Regions from separate parts of the Mus musculus genome. Here all the other regions are linked to region 3. The links are chromatin contacts, called in public HiChIP or PLAC-seq and promoter capture Hi-C maps. All regions are on one chromosome and are shown on one strand. The core of a region is the stretch at or near the end of the contact, and the rest is flanking DNA. Distances in the headings are between cores, read along the strand shown. Region 1 overlaps E130307A14Rik (RIKEN cDNA E130307A14 gene). Region 2 overlaps Fyn (Fyn proto-oncogene). Region 3 holds the start of Ccn6 (cellular communication network factor 6).

Region 1 (4,106 bases), core at 745-3,244, 510 kb after region 3:
GGAATGTGTGTTCCTCACCTCACCTACACTTCATATGGCGCTTACATGTAGGTGCTGCTACTTCCTCGCATCGCACTGATGAGGAGTCTGAAGCACAGAGAGGCTGTGATTGGCCCGACAGAACCTGTTCGCTGTCCAGAGAAGACTGCAGAACATACCGAAATGGTAACAGCAGTCCCGGACGACGGCCTACGGAGGATTCTTGGATCCTCCTGTTGAGCTTTCAGTGTTTGCCCAAACATTCGCCATAGGATATTGGCTTATAATTAGGGGGGAAAAAGCTGCTGTTTTAAAAGAAATAATTTCTTGTAAAAGGATATGTAAAATGTGCCCATTGTTCAAAGCTATACTGAATTGTTCAAACTACTAGTGACGCTGTTATCTCTCGGCAGTAATATTATTGTGATATTCACTTAAGCGTTCTTGCTTCTTTGTAATCCACTAAGTTTGTATGATTAAGTCTTTAATTCAGGCAACAGTGACCCTCTGCTTTGTTGTACTCTTATAAGGGAAATATTTAAAAGACTTGGACCTCATACAAAAATCTACACGGCCGACCTTTTAGAAGGTTCTACCCAGCCACCCCGCTGACTAGATTCTGAAGTTACCTTCTTACTCACAGCACTCTGGCCCCTGGATTCCCCTGCCTTCCCTCAAACATGCCAGACTGATGGCTCTCACAGACCTTTACAGGACCTGATCCTCTGCCCAAGGGGAGGACTCTCTTCAGACTCTCTGCAACCTCACAGACACCATCTCCTGTACCCTGATTTTCTTCACAGCAGCCATCAGCATCTGGGGCAGCTCTGCCTGCCAAGAGTGGCTCACTTTCCTGAACATGTGGTATGACTACACTTTCTGGCCCTCTGTAGCTGGCTGTAACCCTATGGCTTCTTTTGGCCCTGAAAATGAGAGACATGCCATGTATCAGTTATAAGCTTTGAGAATCCGTGTATCATTTGATATTCTCCCTAAGACTAGCCTTACCCCCTGGTGGTTCTCTGGATGGCCTGGGTGCCATGTGGAAGTGACCCAGAGGAAAGTCCCTCCTTCTGACCTTCAGTGACCACTCTTTGATGAGGACTAAAACTTTTTTTTGCTTCAACCTCTGAGATACAAGCGTGTTTACTGCCACCAACCAGTGTAATGTACCCTGACTAACATATTTATCTGTTTTCTGTCTCTCCTCTTTAAATTTTTATCTATATAAATATAGGACTCAGCCGGGCGTTGGTGGCGCACGCCTTTAATCCCAGCACTCGGGAGGCAGAGGCAGGCGAATTTCTGAGTTCAAGGCCAGCCTGGTCTACAGAGTGAGTTCCAGAACTGCCAGGGCTACACAGAGAAACCCTGTCTCGAAAAACCAAAAACCAAAACCAAAAAATAAATATAGGACTCTGTTCCCTGCTGCATCCCCAGTGTCTAGAATAGTGGACACAGGTTCTATTCTCAGCATTAGCTGGACAGCTGCATGAACCATGGCTTGATCACACTGTGTGAGACAGGAGATTTAACAATGGCAGGTAAATCTAACCCTGTAAAGATTAATTCTACAGAAATGTCCATTCAAGCTAATGGAAACCCATTTCAAGATCCCAGGGTCTAAAAGGAGAACTCACCTTCAAGTAACAGAATATAAAGTGGCCCAAACTGTAAGGATAAATGGAGATCTAGCACGAAGCTGGGGGTGTGGGGGCAGGTGTCGGTGACAATCTAACTAACAAGGATTAGCAGTGTTTGTGTCAAAGCTGAATGCTGCTGTGGTTCCCTTTCCCGGTGTGGACATTAGCATTCGAAATGAATGGAGCTTCACAGAGCCAGGATTTTCTCTGCCCTTATCATAAACTGGCCTGTGAGCCCCTCCGAGGACTCCCCCTAAAGCTGTGTGGGCTTTTGTGAGCTGCTGCCCTTTCATGGGCTTCCTCCTCATGTGCCTGCATTGGGACAGGGATAATGCATTTCCTGTATCATGTGGCACAGCACAAGGAAACTCTTTGTGTCCCTACAGAGGAAGAGTCCATCTGTAAGTAGTTTTTAAGAGTGTACTGAAGGGTCTTGTTAGGGTGACTTACTCTCCCAGTTAGATTTGGGTGATGGAGTGGACCACGTGACAGACATGCATAATGAGCTGCTTCAGCTGCTGCCAGTGGGAAGCAGGGACTGTGGAGTGAGAGTCTCACAGTCATTGAGAGCAGGACCAGTCAGGAGAGGTGAGCCTCCTTCTGAGTTGCCTTTTCCCACTGCCACAATGTTCCAGTGTTATGAGGCTTCTGCGTTTACTGGTTTCTCACAAAGCAACTGCCTTTCCAGTTAGTTCCTAATTCAAACTGGAAATGCATGATTTCTGTGCAGTTCCCTAAAGAGCAAGCATTAGCAAGATGGGTCGGCAATCATTCACGAAATGCATTTGGAAGGAGTCTTTCCATGTTTTGTCATGAAAACAGGAAATGCATCTTATCCCAGAATGAGAAGGCTGGATCTGGGTTTGCCTTTTCCAAACTATCTCTTTTCCTCCTCCTTGTATTTTCTTTTCTCTATTCCAATGATTCCCTTCCCTCTCCTTATACACTAGTAATTAATCTCCTAATGACTATGACAAGGCACATCACTGGTTGCACACTTTCTGTGGGTGGTACACAACAGTGACTTACAAACTTCAAACCACCGGCTCACAACTCTATTACTGAAGTGGCCCACCTTGAAGTTAACTTTGGATGCGTCTGGTGGTGCTGAGGAAATGGGCGAGGGGGCGGCTAACGCAGCCATTCTGCTCTGACCTGACCTTTGATGTGACAAGTTCATGGATCAATGATACATCTGATAGCAAATCCAAATCCACTACAGCTGCTGAGATGGCTCAGAGAGGACTGTCAGGAAAAGGACTGACTGGGTAGGAGGCAGGAACTGAGTTGGACCTTCAGGCACAGGTATGTTTTAGGTGTTGAAAGCGCAAAATACTCTATTAGAGATCAGAAAAGTGTGACATTTTGACTGACTTCAGCTTTTTTTGTGACACCCATCTTCATAGCCTCAGTTTTTCAACTAACTACACATGTCAGCTACATAAGTCATCTAAGGAAGGTTTTTAAATAGTCATCAAATGTTTGTAATTGGCAATTAATCACAGCAAAGATTACCAAGACTCCACAGCTGTGAGCTTTATGCTGGCTATAAAGATGGGGGAATTATTTGTCCAGTGTACCAATGAGTGTCGCAGATCAGTGCTGCAGAATGGGAGGAAAACAGAAAATAGGCTCTGAGAAAGGACAGCACAGGCTTCCAGTAGCTTTGGAGGCCTCCTTTGGACACTTTAAAGTATGTCACTTTCACATTGGTGGCTTTAGAGACTTTTTCTTTATGGACAGAAAGCTGTCACTCTACAAAAAGTCCCCAGTTCCTCAGCTACTTCCTTCTGACCGGCTCTGGCTGACAACTCTGGCTCTTTTCTGCAGAGGAATGGCAAAGCCTGGCTGCATCTGTTAGTTTTCACAGAGAGGAATGGCTTATTCTTACGGTCAACAGGGGCAGAGGTGAAGAGTTCAAGGCCAAGTGCTGATTTCCTGACCCTTTCTGAAAAGCGAGACACACTCTAATTTATGCCTAATTGGGACCAGCCTCAAGATACACCATAGAACCACTTACTCTCAAAAAACCATTTTAGATTTGATGCAGTTTCAATACCAGAACAGCTCTTACCTAAAGCTTATTGCCAGCAACAAATATCTCCTAATTTTATTTCATGTATCTCAATAATACTATTTCTGGGAACATATTAATCCCTTTGATTGTGAGTGGTGGAAGAAACAATATTCAACAGCGCTTATGGAAAAAAACCCTTTCTGACCATTTTCCCTATTGTGAGTTCTATAAATACTTGAGTGTGGGAACACAGACACATGGTTTGCACGTGTGCATAAAATGCATCCGTGTACCTCACTTAGTCACTGAAAAGTATTGTGCCAGAACAAATATATGTTTGCTTAAGTCTTGGCTGTGGTCCTTCAGGGAAAGGATCTAACAGGTATTATGTTTGCTGGGGGCCCAAAACCTAACCTGAGACTAAGCTACTGATTCTTCTGTGAGAGATTGTTCCCCAGTGTTTTCAT
Region 2 (4,725 bases), core at 490-2,989, 400 kb after region 3:
AAAGGTTAATTTAAAAGTATACTCCCATGAGTTTTGACTAGTGAAATTTGATTGTTCACACGGACTAACTACACTGGGGTCATGGACTGCAGCCTGAGTTATTTCTCATGGCAGAGCATGGCTCCCAACCTGGCTTTGTTTTAAACTGTTTCAGTGACAGAAATAAGACAGAGCTTGCATGTAGCCCACACAAACAAAATATTTGCTGTTGGCCTTTCACAGGAAAAACATGGGCATTCAACCATGGCTTCTGTCACCTCTCAGCTCCCTCTGCCCTTTCACCCGTGGCCCCCACCCCAACCCCAACCCCCATCCGTGCGCAGCAACCTCTGATCTGGTTTCTATCATGCAGTCTCTGGCCTTTCTAGGGTCTCATCCAGGTGAAATCGTACAGTGCGCTGCCTCTTGTGTCTGGCTTCTTTCACGTGTAGTGCTTTGAGAGTCACTGTCTGGGCTTTTGCATCTATGAGTTCTCCATTCCTTTGTTCCACTCCTTCGTGCTGTGATAGCCTATTACAGGCATGGTTCCCCTCCTGAGAGGGAGGACGGCCTCCTTATGCTTTAACCTTAGCCACGTGCCCATTCTCACTGGCCCCTGTCTTCGCAGGCATGAACAACCGGGAGGTGCTGGAGCAGGTGGAGAGAGGCTATAGGATGCCCTGCCCACAGGACTGCCCGATCTCCCTGCACGAGCTCATGATCCACTGCTGGAAAAAGGATCCGGAAGAGCGCCCGACCTTCGAGTACTTGCAGGGCTTCCTGGAGGACTACTTTACGGCCACAGAGCCCCAGTATCAGCCCGGTGAAAACCTGTGAGAGCCTGCGCTTCAGACGCCTCTTCCCGAGGCCTCCCTACCCCTCCCCATTAGCTTCCAATTCTGTAGCCAGCTGCCCCAGAGCAGCGAGAACCGTCCAGGATCAGATTGCATGTGACTCTGAAGCTGAACTTCCACGGCCCTCATTAATGACACTTGTCCCCCAGTCCGAACCTCCTCTGTGAACCATCTGAGACAGAAGCGTGTTATTTCTCAGACTTGGAAATGCATTGTATCGATGTTATGTCAAAGGCCAAACCTCTGTTCAGTGTAAATAGCTGCTCCTGTGCCAACAATCCCAGTGCTTTCCTTTTTTAAAAAAGAAAAAGCAAATCCTATGTGATTTTAACTCTGTCTTCACCTGATTCAACTAAAAAAAAAAAAGTATTATTTTCCAAAAGTGGCCTCTTTGTCTAAAACAATAAAATTTTTTTTCATGTTTTAACAAAAAATGATCAGGACAGGTGTTTGGGTTTTTTTTCCCTTTTTTATACATATGATATATATGTTAACATATGTTCCTGTACATACACCATGTGGGTGCTACCATGGAGACTGGCCAGCGTAGGCCACATAGCTACAGGACCGGAGTGGGGATTACTGCAGAACCCTGCCAGCAAAGCACTGGTGTCAGCCTGCAAGCCGGTGGCCTCATTTTTTGACTTCTACGAAGCATGACGTCCTCTCCATTTGGACTGCACTTTTTTGGTTCCTAATCATACCTATAGATTGTTCATGTGACTTTTTTCAGGTCCCAGGGCCTAGTCACGAGTTTTAGTGCCAGTTTTTGCTCCAGCGAACTGTGATTCGTTCTTGAAACTTAGGAGTGAGCATTTTAAGCAAAAAGCAGCCAGCCAGTTCTACCACAAGAGCTGCAAGACGGAGACCACACAAACTTCCTGTATAAATATGAATGCTGAAGGGTTCAGGTGTTTTCCTTTTATTTAATAAATCTTGTAACCACATTTAAATGGTCTAAACCCATAGCATTGTAGTCATGGCAACCTACTAAACTTTCTCATGCAACTAAAAATTATGGGAAGGCAAGGGTGGGGGGTTGTACACGTCCCATTGTAAAATAAGTGTTTTACTGTCCTGTACTGCTAATGAGTGACTCTCCGTGTCAGGAGTGCTCCAGTGAATAACTATGCACTACTTTACATTTCATGGGGGTGCACAAAAAAAAAAAAGTATTACATTTTTAGTTGCTGTTTGTACCAACCTCGAATTACGTATGTTTAACAACAAATCAATTCCTATTTCTATTGAGTTTTTTAATACTGACTAGCAATTCTGAAGTCTTAATTCCTTTTTTTTGTTAATGATTTACTTGTGAGTTTACATTTTTAAATTGTTTAACTTTCCTAATTTAGTAATTAAAAAGAGAGCATTTTACATTTGAAAAAAAAATTTTTGTTTATTTGTGTACACCACAGAAGGTACCCTAGGCGTTCTGTGACATACCTGGCCCGTCCCAGATGGTGAGGAAGCACCTGGTAAATCGGGCCACTGTGCAGCGATTTCCAAACGACAGAAACATGCAGAGCATCTGGAGACCCTCCCCACCAAAAGGCAAAGCAGTTATCTGGCTAACTCAGAGTGGCTAAAGCAAAACTGGGCGTACTTGAGCGCCATAGTGTATCCCGCACTGTCTCTCGCTGGAATTCACCGTGTCCTATTTGTACAGGAGACAGTAGTCTTTCTTGGTCTCAAGTCATAAATACATTTCCAAGTATCCTACTTCTAAAATGAAGTTGCTAAGCATGTGACCATGTGGTATGGGGGAGAGGGGGAGGGGGGACTGGGTAGCCATCCAGGCCTGGATCTACCATGGTTCCCTGCAGAACTCCGAACCTCCCCTGCAGGCCAGTGTGTCTGGAGACAAAGTACAGACAAGATGCTCTCCCAGCCTCTGGCAGCCCTGCCTTCTTACAACTCTAAGTCCACCGTGTCATATGGAGCCATATAAGGAGGAAAATCTTTCATTGTTGTGGAAATAATTACCTTTAGAAAAGATTATAGCGTTTTGGGGAGGAAGATGAAACATTTTTTAAATCAAAATTGTTACTATTTTGGATATGAATACCATTGATAGAGTTTTGAAAACTTACGAGGTGCAGTTTTTATCACATAGGATTAGTCATTAGCAGGTTTTAGATTTTTGTTAAGATAATTTTATTTTCAATCCTCACTTTGCATTAGACAATTTGCAAATATTCCCTGGAGGGTTTTTGTTTTGACTCATTGAAAGTCTTTGAGGGAAAAAAAAATGCACTTTTAATTTCATACAGCTTTTTAAATTTCATCAAGTGAGTTCTCTGTGGGTTCCTGTATATAAAAGAAAACTAAGGACATGCATCACTGAGAGAGCACGCTTACGAGGTCAGAGTCCTGGAGCACTCTAGAATAGAAGAACTACAGTCAGGAAGAAACCAAAGAAATGTACAGGTTTTTCCAAGAGTCCAGTGTGCTTTCTAGGGAGGCTCAACTCCCATCTGGAAGTGTCTGCTTCGTAAGTGATAGACACTGGGATCGGGAAACTGAAGTTGCTCACCAGAAAGTTCTCTTATGACAAAGGAAAAATAGCACTTACTGTGAAGCAGGTGAAAATGTTTGGGGAGAAAACCTCTTTGTTGTTTCTCTTTAAAAAAAAAATAATAACATTTTTATGTGTATTGGTGTAAGGGCGTCGGATCCCCTGGAACTGGAGTTACAGACAGTTGTGAGCTGTCATGATGGGAACTGAACCTGGGTCCTCTGGAAGAGCAGCTAGTGTTCTTGACCACTGAGCCATCTCTCCAGCCCCTGTTGCTTTCCTTTAGTAACCCAGAATGAGGACTAAGGACTTACTCTCTGAGAGCCAACTGGGGTTACCTAGTTTGCACTTGGATACCTTTTTAATAAGCTATTCTCTTAAAAGCTCACATAGGAAGCTCACTGGAGAAGGCCATTTTCATAACACAAGAGTAAACATTGGTTCACTCCACTGTCGTTGCACCACACACTCAGGCTGCTGCGTTGAGGGACCTGATAGGATCCCAGCAGATGCGGGGTGCCACATGTCAGCAGCGACTCAGTGGACTTTAAGGGCCCTGCCCCAGTGACCAGGTGTTTCCATGGGGAAAGCCAAGGGTAACCATGGTCCCTCGAAACCTGCCGTGTGACTCAAGATCTCCAGGCACCTGGCTGTGTTTACTCACCCGGAGACGACAGGAATCCTGTGAGTAAAGTCTTGGCAGCAGAGGATTCTCTAGTACCAGCAGAGCTATGAAATCTATCTATGATTTCTCACGGGGCTATAACAGCGCCCGCCGTATTAATTGGGATGGTTCTTTCCTGGGAAGGTAAGATGCTCAGCGGTACACCCAGGAGAAAAGCGCCATAGCTTTGCTGCAGAAAAGATGCCATGTCTATTGTTGGCCCTGACGCAGAACAAGGCGGCCCACAGGGTGGGCGTTTCCTAATGGTGTATTTGAGTAAAATGGTATTTGGTCAGTTTGTTCTGGAAGATATTTTAATACATTCAGATGGCTTTTGTTGGCTTTCTTGCCACTGTGTGTTACACTGACCTTCTTTCTGTTAGGCTAGTGTCAGAAATATACTTTCTGGAAGGGAGATGAGACGGAGGGAAGGAAGGAGATTAGCTTTGATCCTGAAAGAAGGGGAAAAACAGCCTGTGGCATCATTATCTAAGTTTAATTTTTTTTTTAATTCTCAAATGTAGATTCCAACTCTACAGAATGTAATAAAAATGCCTTTATTATCTTCTAAATATCAAATGAACCTTCACAACTGTGTTTATATCAATATTCCATGAAGTTTTATGACAAACATCCAAACTATTCCTCATTTTTCCCGATGTATGAAATATACAGAATCCTATGGGAAGGACATGGAGACCTCTTTATAT
Region 3 (4,571 bases), core at 1,984-4,483:
CATGTGTCTGTACCCCAGCAACGCAGAGCATGTGCATGTACCCCAGCAACACAGAGCATGCAAATGTACCCCAGCAATGCAGAGCATGCATCTATACGCCAGCAACACAGAGCATGCACCTGTATCCCAGCAATGCAGAGCATGCGTCCATACACCAGCAATGCAGAGCATGCATCCATACACCAGCAATGCAAAGCATGTGTCCATATCCCAGCAATGCAGAGCATGAGTCTGTACCCCAGCCACAGAGCATGTCCTCCAGCACACCAGATGGAAGGTGGAAACAGGAGCGGCCCAGAAGCTCATGGACCACCTGTCCCATGTAAGCCAGGACAGGAAAACTGTCTCAACCACAGTGAACGGCGAGACCCAACACCTGAGTGGCATGCACAGAGAGTTTTTAATGAAGGAATAAAACATTCCAGATAAAAATATTTTTTTTTTTTTGGCTAGGAGACTCATCTCACAAAAATTACCAAGGAAATTATAATAGACTGTAATATAAAAGTACACAAACTAGGTCTCATAAGAAAGAGAAAATATGTTGATAATATAAGGAAGTTTGCATATTTTTCTTTTCAGACCACAGAATGAAGCAAGAGAATGTTCTTAAAACAGAGCTGAGCTTTGGGCCAGCTCTGTGATCTTAACTAATTTCCTATTATTTGTTCTTTGAGCATCAGTCTTCTGTGAAATGAGCTTAATATGCTCTTGGTACAGTTGTTTAGACAGTTAAGGTGATTAAGATAAGGACTAAATGTCTGGCATAGTGTTTGATATCTAGTGGCTATTCACCATATCAGTGATGTCATCAAACCCTTGGTTATGTTTGTAAGTGTGCCCCAGGAAAGTTTGGCCTAGGGGTAAAAATAGAAGAATCAGTGCCCCAGGCTTGCAGGCAACCAGTCTAGATGAAACCACAAGGCCCAGTTTCAGTGAGAAACCCTGACTCACAAAATAAGGTGGAGAGTTAGAGGCAGGCACTCAGTGCTGTACACTGACTGCCATGTAGACACAGACATGAGCACATGCATGTGTGCTCACACTTATGCCATATGTACACACACCCCTGGTCATCACTACTCATAAGTGGACTCTGGGGGAGCAGCTGTCAGGAGTGTGCTGACCTGACCAATGGATTCACACATTTGTAGATTCGCAGTTGAATGGACAACTGGAAGACTGCACCTTACTGAAGTGCATCACTGGGGCTGTATCAGTACATCTTGTCTCCTGCCTCTACTAGCTCACAGGTGATTCCACTAGGCTGCTCTCAGGGACCTAACATCTGCTTACATCATCACCTGCCACCATCACCTGCCCCTGCCACCAGGTGCAGCAGATGCAGGCTGTGTATAAAAGGACTGCCTGACACCCAGCTCTCTCTGTTCTCCACATTCTCTCTCTCTCTCTCTCTCTCTCTCTCTCTCTCTCTCTCTCTCTCTCTCTCTCTCTCTCTCTCTCTCTCTCTCTTTCTCTCTCTCTCTCTCTCTCCCCCCTCTTTATCCTTGGAGCCCCTTTCTCCCCTCTCTGCTGCCCCCCATCATGGATCACTTGATGCCTCTACTCCTTCCCCAGGCCCCCACTCTTCTCCCTTCCCCCAATAAACTCGCTTATACCAGATCTGTTGCATGGCGTAATTTCTCAGGGGCACACCTTGCCTCTTTATATTTCATAACATCCTCTTTCTCTGTTTTTTCTCTCTGTGAGATGAGTTGCCTCCTCTATCACACACTTCTGCTGCCATGCTGTGTCTCATCAGAGGCTGAAATGTCCAGCCAAGAACCATGAACTTAAACCGAGAGCCAAGATAAACCTTCCTTTAATTATTTTTCAGGTATTTTATCACCATGACCAAAACAAAGCAAAACAACAAACAAACAAACAAACAAAAAACCCACACATAATTAAGGCAAAATTAATCACGAATGATAATTTGTGGTCTAAGTACAATATCTCTTTGTATTTGCACTTGTTTTCTATTCTGTACATTTCTCTGTGTGCTAGAATATTTGCTGTTTAAGAACATGCTCTAAAAAAAACTAAAAAAAAAAAAAGAACATGCCCTAGTCCTCAGTTGACAGTAACCACCTGCCTCTCCTGAGAGTGTAGAACAGGAGAGAGCTGGGCACAGAGCTATTGAAGAAATGTCCTCCAGCTGTGCCAGCAGGAAGAACCCATCGCTGAGATCCTTCTTAGGAGCCTTCTGAAACCTCACACCTCTAGACGGTATAACAACTCCCCTTACTGTATAGAATACCTCTGCTGCCCCAGCCATGTTCAGCTCCAACTCCTTACCCTTCCATGTTTTCTATGTCACCGGAAGAGGTCAGAGCCAGCAGTGACCTTCATGTAAATAAATCAGCAAGTAACTCTGTCTGCTTTAATCTTCTCAATCAAAAACACTAAGGCAATGAATTGCTCATTTTAAATTAAACTTCATATGCTCTGCCCTCCGAATTATTTAGAGCTTCCACGGACAGATTCACTCACAAAAAGTGAAAGACCCAAGGCTTGAGAAAAGATAAAGTAAAAGTTTAACACTAAATGTTCCTTCCTAAGCGTTCCTTTCAAACAAGGACAGGCTTAGCTGGGGGAAAAAAAAAAAATCATTGCCAAACCCGTTTTTTTGCCAGGAGCTCTTTGCATGCTACAAGCTGTGAAAAGGCGAGCCCGCCTGCCCTTGTGTTCGCCCGCCCGCGCCTGCAACCTCTCATGAAGGGATCATGTTTACAGCTGTGGCCGTCAGTGCTACCCATCCGAGAGCTGGGGTGGACTGTGTAAATAGACATAAGGGAACACTAGTGGACTGTTCACACATTGCAAGAAGGCTTCAGTGTGTACACCTCAAAGGGGGAAGTGTCCAGCATCGAGACGAAACTCCCAAGCTAAAACTGAACGTTCTGGAAAGGAAAATGGCTCCCCATTTCTCATTAAATAATTACCCGTATATTTCCCCCATTTCTACCTTGCAGCTGTACTTTGGGCCTGGAGATGTACAGCTGGAGTCTGAATGTGAAACAAGGACTTACCTGTGTCAGCCCAGTCATGAGCAGAGTGCAAAAGAGGAGCCTACGCATGATGCCGGGAGGATGGAGAGATGGAGAAGCGCCAGGCACAAAGCTCCCCTGTCTCCTGCACAAGGAACCACGTCTCCACCTCCTGGGCTTCAGACTCCCGGGTTGCACTTTCCGTCTGAGGATCTGTCCCAGTGCCCTGCGGATTTCACTGGACTTCTAGAAGCTCCTTGGGTCTGCACGGTGTGCGTCAGGAGGGGCCAACACCTTCCTACAGGGACTCTGCGAGAGCAAGTGGAGGTTGTTCTCTGAGGGAGGACGGACATCCTGTTCTTGAGATCCAAGCCCGTCTTCCAGGAGTTGGGTGGCATTGGACATCTTTCCCACCTTGCCCTTGGTCTCTCTGATTTCTCTGCCGGGTGTTGGTCCAGTCTCTCCCCATTTCATGTCACTTGAGTTTCATGTCCTACCAACAGCAGATTCTAGAGGCCTTTCCTGAGCTGGTGAGCAGCCCCCACCCCATGTCGTCCTATACTCCGACACATCTCACCCCTGGGGCAATGGTAAGGGGTTAACCTAGTGGGTGTAAGTAGACTCCCCACAGCACATTTGCTTAAACTAGGCTCCTATCTGCAGTTGTAGTTTTGTGGGAGACAACAGAAAATTAACCCTAGGTTTCCCCAATTAGGTTTTCCCAATTAGATTTTCCCAATTAGAAAATTGGAGTGAGAATTTTTTTTAACATACGAAACACTACAAGATGCCCATTAATACATATAATTTTGTTTTTGTGTATCAGTTAAAACAATCTTTAAAACTCTAAAAAGTAAGTTACTCTGAATTTGAACCATTTCTCCAGAAACACACCATGTGTGCACACACATGTGGCCACCAGCCTGTCCCCTCCTGTGTTGTCACCAGGACAAGAGTTAAGAGTATCCATTTTAACCTTTGTTCTTTCTCTGTCCAAGTCTTGTCTTCCTGAAGATCCAGCAGGCGAAACCTACCTTCCCACAGCTCTTCTCCCTTTGGCCTGTCACGTGATCTACAGTGTCCGGGCCTCTTTCTTCCCACCCTTATGAGCATGAATTTAGCACATAAGTAAGGCCTCCCACAGCGGTGACCTCTGGGAGGCTGTGCTCCCACAGAGCCAATAGCACATGAGCATGCACACATCACAGTAGCCTGCAGCTATATGTGCACTGGGCCACCCAGATGGTACCCTTCTTAGTTAGGGGTTTACTGCTGTGGACAGACACCATAACCAAGGCAACTCTTATAAGGACAACATTTAATTGGGGTTGGCTTACAGTTCAGAGGATCAGTCCATTATCATCAAGGTGGGAGCATAGCAGTATCCAAACAGGCATGGTGCAGGCATCTCAAGGCAAACAGGAGAAGACTGACTTCCACACAGCTAGGACAAGGGTCTTAAAGCCCATGCCCACAGTGACCCACCTATTCCAAAAAGGCCACACCTCCAAATAATGCCACTCTCTGGGCCAAGCTTATACAAACCTCACAGTACCCTTTTCATTTGCCACCCTAAGGTCT

Evidence for each region. Promoter capture Hi-C pulls out the DNA fragments that hold promoters and counts their contacts. HiChIP or PLAC-seq counts read pairs in DNA pulled down with a chosen protein or histone mark.
Region 1: an H3K27ac HiChIP or PLAC-seq map of stem cell-derived neural progenitor cells shows a contact between it and region 3. The contact joins the enhancer-like site here to the promoter of Ccn6 in region 3. A contact is called at or near these places in 4 of 39 promoter capture datasets (the 3T3-L1 cell line, 3T3-L1-derived adipocytes, embryonic stem cells and 1 more), 2 of 15 datasets of contacts at CTCF or cohesin (the NIH/3T3 cell line and large pre-B cells), 3 of 484 Hi-C or Micro-C datasets (the HPC-7 cell line, bone marrow-derived macrophages and neural progenitor cells), 12 of 115 datasets of contacts at active chromatin or transcription factors (astrocytes, bone marrow-derived macrophages, embryonic basal ganglia and 8 more) and 2 of 9 other capture datasets (adipose tissue and embryonic stem cells).
Region 2: a promoter capture Hi-C map of hippocampal neurons shows a contact between it and region 3, with 5 times the contacts expected there. The contact joins the enhancer-like site here to the promoter of Ccn6 in region 3. A contact is called at or near these places in 7 of 39 promoter capture datasets (cranial neural crest, embryonic stem cells, hippocampal neurons and 3 more), 2 of 15 datasets of contacts at CTCF or cohesin (CD8 T cells and large pre-B cells), 2 of 484 Hi-C or Micro-C datasets (bone marrow-derived macrophages and cortical neurons), 24 of 115 datasets of contacts at active chromatin or transcription factors (the 230-238 cell line, CD8 T cells, T-cell acute lymphoblastic leukemia and 18 more) and 1 of 9 other capture datasets (embryonic stem cells).

Annotation. Positions count from the first base shown.
Region 1 is chr10:39,670,782-39,674,887 of GRCm38.p6, forward strand. All of the region lies in intron 2 of E130307A14Rik (RIKEN cDNA E130307A14 gene), which reads right to left. Among named protein-coding and RNA genes, the nearest start is that of Gm16364, 59 kb to the left of the region's middle. Within about 2 kb of position 1,995, at least 83 of the 459 cell types and tissues checked have an H3K27ac peak or open chromatin away from gene starts, as enhancers often do. A contact at or near this core is called in embryonic basal ganglia, embryonic forebrain, forebrain and 3 more, where this site is marked.
Region 2 is chr10:39,563,157-39,567,881 of GRCm38.p6, forward strand. It overlaps Fyn (Fyn proto-oncogene), which reads left to right. Exons shown (of 14, transcript NM_001122893.1): 14 at 608-2,225. The coding sequence ends at 816. The region is part of intron 2 of Gm16364 (predicted gene 16364); the gene reads right to left. Among named protein-coding and RNA genes, the nearest start is that of Gm40627, 25 kb to the right of the region's middle. Within about 2 kb of position 1,740, at least 15 of the 459 cell types and tissues checked have an H3K27ac peak or open chromatin away from gene starts, as enhancers often do.
Region 3 is chr10:39,160,561-39,165,131 of GRCm38.p6, forward strand. It overlaps Ccn6 (cellular communication network factor 6), which reads right to left and starts at 3,234. Exons shown (of 5, transcript NM_001127376.1): 1 at 3,033-3,234. The coding sequence starts at 3,080.